2 separate regions of the Mus musculus genome follow, and region 2 is linked to region 1. The links are chromatin contacts, called in public HiChIP or PLAC-seq maps. All regions are on one chromosome and are shown on one strand. Each heading gives the region's core, a stretch centred on a gene start, on an enhancer-like site or on the middle of the called end of the contact. The rest is flanking DNA. Distances are from core to core; before and after follow the strand shown. Region 1 overlaps Gm32622 (a long non-coding RNA gene). Region 2 has its middle 150 kb from the start of Mir6343.

Region 1 (3,377 bases), core at 657-3,156:
GATTCCACCAAAGTAGTTACAAGTTAATTTAAACTATCTCTATGAAGGGAGGGGGGACTGTGATTCAATTTGCTTATCTTATTTAGAAGTCAAATAGCACCTTCTGCCTAGTCTAAAAAATCAACTCCTTGATTTTCTAATATTCCAAGATCTGAGATTAAGCTATATATTTTTTAAAATCAAGTTCAGTACTAAGAAACATTTTAGGGGTAGAGCATTTTCAAATTAACTGGAAGGCTTTCATTCCAATGACTTCCTCAAGAATGTAAGCCCAGAAAAGGCAATATTATAGGGGAAATTTTAATGACTTATTGAATAGAATCTGTGAAATCAATGTCTTTGAACATGTAATGACGGGCCACTGACAGTTGGGATTATACAGAGATTTTTAAGTATCGAGTGTTTATTTTAGTGTGGTACTGTGGTTGACAATCTTTCTTTAATGTACGCATATGTGTGTGCATGCATGTGTGTGTGGACATATGCTTGAGTGTGTGAGGTAGATACACCTGTCAAGCCTGAGACTAATATCAGTCAGTCTTCCTGGATTGCTTTCCACCTGATATATTGAGTCAGGGTCTCTTGCTGAACCCCAAGCTTACTGCTTCAGCTCCTCTGACTGGCTGGCTGGCTTGCTTGGGTAATCCCTTGTCTCTTTTGCCAGCCTGCCAAGATTAAAGAATTGCTATGCTACCACACCCACCTGGCTTTTCATGTGGGTTCTAGGGATCCCAACTCTGGCACTCCTCATGTACAGTGAGTACTTTACCCAGAGTCATCTCCCTAGCCTCCGGTTCTCAAAAGGCAGCAGGCAGAACATTTTGGCACACGTCTTCCATTCCTATAGAGGCAGATAGATCTCTATGAGTTTGAGACCAGTCAAGTTTTTACATATGAGTTCCAGGACAGTCAAGGCTCCATAGTAAGAATGATCTCAAAGGTGGGAGATGCAATCTAATGTGGTTTTCTTTGTATCATATGCATTTAATTCTATATTTAAGTATGGGGGAACTGAGTCCAGGACTTTGCACGTGTTGAGCATATGACTAACCACTGAGCTACATTTCCTAACACTTACCTTTTATTTATTTAAAACAAACAAACAAACAAAGATACCACACATTTTAGGAGCAGATGTGCGCCAGTGTCATACTTCTGATGTGTAGAGTTTGATATCAGTGTCTGTAGAGCAACAGAGCAATGCTCGTCCCAGGATCCCAGGGAAATGCTTCACTGATTCACCATCCTCCCCGTGCCAGCCAGTGCTCCTAAGTGCAACAGTGCCACTGCAGGCATCCCTTGTCATCACACGATATTCTCCACACCTCTGTCCTCATATGACCATCTTCTTAGAAGAACTCCAGTCTTACCAGATTAGGGGTCTAGCCTACTTCAATATGACCTCAGCTTAACTAACAGAAATGACCCTGCTTCTTAATAAAGTCAAGTGAATTTTGAGAGGACATAATTGGTCCACAATAATTACCACATTAATTCTGTGACTTCCCAGACAATAGTCCTCCGGATGAAGCTAAAATCGTTTTGTTTTTCAACTGAAGCTGCTTTTAAAGCTCTGCTAAGGACAGGATGTGAATGTGCCAACATTTATCAACATTGTAGAGAGAATGACTTTAACTGGAGGAGGGGCATTATTAGAAAGCTGAGCATGTGACTCCCTCCACCATTTCCACACCCCTTTACCATGTGGCTTAGCAATAGTTCCAGAGAAGATGTGAAGCTTGGTTTTTCACCCTTCATTCTGGTTGACCTTGGGGTTTGCTTTGGCCAAATTAGCAAGTCTGCAGTCAGCAGCCTCTTAAAAAGTGCCTGCTCATTAGGGCCTGCCCTTTTGTCTAGGCTGTCCTGCTGAGAGACTCAAGAGACCACATGATGCAGACCAGAGGCCAACAGCCAGTGGTCAGCCCCCTAAGCTGACCAGCTGCCAACGGTAGACATGTGACTTACATTCCTGACCAGGCCACTTGAAGCCTGATGTCCGGATCAGGAGAGCCACTCAGTGGATTCCAGCTCAAAGTGCCAGCATGCAGAAACCTAGATAAAACACAAAACAGGCTTCAGTTTAATTTAGCTCCTTACAGTGGGGATTGGTGGTACTCTGGAATCAGAGGCAAGATTGTGGGTTTGAGCCCAGCCTGGGTTACCTGACAAGACCTTATTTCAAGGAAATAAATAAATGACTGTCTAAACTTTTTTCTTCAGTTTCTGCTTTATTTTGCTTAATGGTTATAATAGTTTTTGCAAGTATTCTTGCTTTTTTTTTTTATAAAGCTGACGCATAAATGGTCTGAACACCAAACATTGAGTTCATTTGGAAGTACCAAAGAGGCTGGAGGAGGAAGTATCTAGCAGAAGTTAGGAAACTTGCCTCCCATCCTCTCAGTAGTCTGTAGAGTTGACCAAGATGAGCCTCCAAGGCCAAGAAATAGGAGGCAGCAGATGAGCCAGAATCTCAGCAGTGCCCCTCACTTTCTGCAGAGTGGTGTTTGTTTGTTTGTTGGTTGGTTTTGTTTTGTCTTTGTTTTTGTTTTTTGTTTTTTGGTGAATTTCAATTTTGACAAGGTCAAAAAGTAGATCTCTGAAAATAGTACCCCCACTTGGTGTCCAAATCGTGGGTCTTTGTGATCTTATGTGACCATTCTTCCAAGAACTCGCCCTACCTAAATTTCCTTCATTAGAAACCAAGCTCTGGGGACTGGAGAGATGGCTCAGCAGTTAACAGGATTTTCTGCTCTTTCAGACGACTAGGATTCATGTCCTAGAACCCACAAGTACCTGTAACTCAGGCTCCGAGGACTCAGACACCCTCTTCCAGTCTCCCTAGGCACCTGCACGCATACACAGGCACAGACACACCACATATACACATACACATAACTAAAAATATTTTTTATGAGAAGAGATAAAGATTCTGAATTAAGATCCCTGGAGAGCCCAGGTGTATTCTTCTCCCGAACCCTAGTGACTTTTCCATGTAGAGTCATATTGCTAAAGCATAGAACTGATCACGTTAACCCCTACTTAAACATGCCAGAGTTCCCTATGGCCCCTGGTAACACCAAGTTTCTTTTATGGGGCTAACGTGGCTATATTAGTATGTTTCTGCAACCATGACAAAACACCACAGGCTGGGTAGCTTAAGCACCAGAAGTTTCCTTTTCAGAATCCTGGAAGCCGAAGGGCTAAGAGGAAGGGCCCGACTCACCTCAAAACTCTAAGACAGCAAAGATTGCATCCCTTTTCATTCATCAGTTTATCAGTTTAGCACATCTTAGGCTCTGACCACAGTTTGCAAAAGGAGTTAAAGCTATAGTAACAAACCTGAGAGTGATTGGAATTATCTAGGTCAAATGGGACTG
Region 2 (3,377 bases), core at 602-3,101, 620 kb before region 1:
CCTAGAAAGACAATAAATATCTCATATCTGTGCCTCAGTCTCACTACACAAATGCGGAGATCAGTGTATTCTTCTCTCAGGGCCCATTCCTATAACAGGACATCACTGTAGTTATCATTTATAGTATATCAGCCTTGTGCTTGACACAGGAAACTTTGGGCACTCAAAATGCTAATAATTCTACCCTCAATATGGTAAAAATAACTACTTGGATATTTTACTTTGGGCTTTATCAGTTCATTGTCTAAAGATGCAACGAAGGGAGAGGCATTCAGCTCCATGGGCTTTAAAACACTGGGTTAAAACATGGCTAGAAAAGTACTGGCAAGTTGGAAAAAGTTTTAAAACTAAACTTTGGCATAAAATAACCAACCGACAGTCAACTTTGTATTTTACTTGGTAATGGAAGCACACATGCGTGAAAGGAGATAACCACAAATACACATCTTTATGAAAAGGAATGCCAAGATGCTGTTGCTCAAAAAATAATATCCCAGTTTTGGGGTACTTGATTACCGTTGGCACTATTAACCTCTGAGCCCTGATAGTCCTTTGTTGTCAGGTTGGCTTTGGTGCAGAGAAACCTAATACACTGCAGAATTCTTAACAGTATCTTTCACTCTCTAGATACCAACAACAATGTGCCTCTTCCTGACCGATTGTTAAAATCAAAATGTCTCCACATGTTGTCCGGGGTCAGGGAACATACCCCTAGGTGAATTCCACTATTTTCCAAATAAATGCTGACTTTGACTCTATCATAAGGTAGGGGTTTGAGTATAGGATAATTGATAGGAATTATGCCACACAAATGATGTTCCTAAAGCACAGAAGACAAATCACCCATGGAAGGAGTTACAGAGACAAAATTTGGAGCTGTGACGAAAGGATGGACCATCTAGTGATTGCCATATGCAGGGATCCATCCCATAATCAGCTTCCAAATGCTGACACCATTGCATACACTAGCAAGATTTTGCTGAAAGGACCCAGATATAGCTCCCTCTTGTGAGACTATGCCGGGGCCTAGCAAACACAGAAGTGGATGATCACAGTCAGCTATTGGATGGGTCACACGGCCCCCAATGGAGGAGCTAGAGAATGTACCCAAGGAGCTAAAGGGATCTGGAACCCTATAGGTGGAATAACAATATGAACTAACCAATACCCCGGAGCTCTTGACTCTAGCTGCATATGTATCAAAAGATGGCCTAGTTGGCCATCACTGGAAAGAGAGGCCCATTGGACTTGCAAACTTTATATGCCCCAGTACAGGGGAACGCCAGGGTCAAAAAGGGGGAGTGGGTGGGTAGGGGGTTGGGGGGTGGGTATGGGGGACCTTTGGGATAGCATTGAAAATGTAAACGAGGAAAATACCTAATAAAAAAATAAAGAATATATTTGATTGTATCTTAAGGACTCTGCAATGGTTTTCATACCATCATCTGTCCTTAAGACTAGAGCTGAGGCCATGGTGAAGTGCAGACTAGAATCTTGACTCAGTGAATGCCAAGGGCAATCATACAATATCAATATCGCTACAATGAACAACCTTATTCTGATCTCTCTTGGGCAGGCTGCTATCAGGAGCTGTAGGATCCAGGGAGAAGCCCCACATTATCAGACAGAAAAGCAAGTCTCAGAAAGTAGTCATGGGTTGACTGCCCACTTGCTATGGCCTCAGGAAGGTCTCCCTCTCTCTGGCTGAAATGTCCTAAAGCTCTCAGCTTATCTCCCTTGTCATGTTGGCCCCAGTCCATGTTTCCTCCTCAGAGCTGTCAGAATGTTCTCTCTGAAGCAAAAGCCTGAAATTATCTCTGCCCTACTTGCAAGGCTTTGATGCTGCCGCTGAGATATAGTTCAAACTTCTTAGCTTGGCCTTCATGCTGACTCCATCTCTCGACACCCCTTCTGCATCTGTTAAATACAAGCTCAGAGGTGACTGTGTCCTTTTTTGTATATGTTTCTGCAAGGACAGCAACTTCTAGTCAGTGGCACTTCAGCGTCGGTCCTGTTTGTACTTTTACAAAAGTTGTCAAAGGGAAAGCCTTTCTGTTTGTTTCTGTGTTTTTTTTTTTCTTTCTTTCTATAGGGCACTTATTTAGCAATGTTACATTTTATAGTCCTGTTATTTTCTCTAACCCTCACCCTTCTCTACTTCTCCTATTTCTCTGAAGTTTTCCTCTTGGCCTCCCCTGGTGATAATTTCTCTCTTTGCTAAATTTCTACGTACACAAAAGTCCCCATGCTAACACTCCTCTTCCCAAAGTCTCCTTGGTAACCAGAGCTAATTTGGTACTGGTGACTTCCAATGTATCTATCACCCATTGACCAAGGAACAGATTCTTTAAATTAACTGTCTTTGGCACAATTAGGTTACAGACCTCATTGACATTCACTATTTAACACGCCCTCAGATTGAGCTTTGTTTTTCCACAGATTTGACGTCTTTTCGAAGCATACAATGTGACAATCTGCATAAGAAACAATCCTATCCATGTTCAGTTAGTGATTGGCCAAGTCCACTTGATGTTGCTATTAGGATGTTCTCTGGCTTCCTTATTCTTTGTGCATTTACTCATATTTTATTATATGGAGTGTTTCAACTTTATGTCATTAGTATGGGCTTGTCTTGTCTTATTTAAAATAGGACTACGCTATTCTTGTTTCAATTAAAATTATTTTATTTTATTTTACTCATGAGTGTTTTGCTTGCATATGTTCATGTGTGCCATACGTATGCAGTGTGTGTGTGAAGTCCAGAAAATGGCATTATATCCCCTTAAACTAGAATTACTAAATATTGTTAGCAGTTATATGGGAGCTAAGAACTAAACCATAATCCTTCATAGAAGCAGCAAGTACTCTTAACTGCTGAGCCATCTCCCCAGGCTTCTTGTTCCTGACAAAGTAAGTCTAGTTATGTCCTGTCAGCATTGAAAATCCTTCTAGAGATTTCATAGAATATAGCTCAATTGTATTGACATGTATGACTAGTAGAATGGGAGCACCGTTGTTATTATAACAACATAAAGAAATCCTCTACAATGACCTTTATTAAGTAGCTATGCCAGTCCTCATGAAATATTCTTGATTATGGAGACAGAGTTGCTCAGTGTTTGGCTGAGCTGGCTGGCCAATGAAGTTTGGAAATCTTTTTCCCTTCTCCCAGTTCTGGGGTTATATAAACCTACCTCACTTGGATTTTAAGTTGATGCTACGGACCTCATACTTCTCTACCAGGTACTTCTCTGGCATTTGCAGTATTACCACATTCCTATATAGCTCTTTGTCTTAGTTAGGGTTTTACTGCTGTGAACATACACCACGACCAAGGCAACTCTTATAAGGACATTTAACTGGGCTGCTTTACAGGT

The links. HiChIP or PLAC-seq counts read pairs in DNA pulled down with a chosen protein or histone mark.
Region 2: an H3K27ac HiChIP or PLAC-seq map of heart atrium shows a contact between it and region 1, with 13 times the contacts expected there. The contact joins two enhancer-like sites. A contact is called at or near these places in 1 of 115 datasets of contacts at active chromatin or transcription factors (heart atrium) and 1 of 9 other capture datasets (embryonic stem cells).

The regions. Positions count from the first base shown.
Region 1 is chr1:76,037,755-76,041,131 of GRCm38.p6, reverse strand. It overlaps Gm32622 (a long non-coding RNA gene), which reads right to left. Exons shown (of 6, transcript XR_865555.3): 5 at 1,966-2,052. Among named protein-coding and RNA genes, the nearest start is that of Gm29065, 20 kb to the right of the region's middle. Within about 2 kb of position 1,906, at least 36 of the 459 cell types and tissues checked have an H3K27ac peak or open chromatin away from gene starts, as enhancers often do. A contact at or near this core is called in heart atrium, where this site is marked.
Region 2 is chr1:76,656,870-76,660,246 of GRCm38.p6, reverse strand. No RefSeq gene overlaps it. Among named protein-coding and RNA genes, the nearest start is that of Mir6343, 150 kb to the right of the region's middle. Within about 2 kb of position 1,851, at least 5 of the 459 cell types and tissues checked have an H3K27ac peak or open chromatin away from gene starts, as enhancers often do. A contact at or near this core is called in heart atrium, where this site is marked.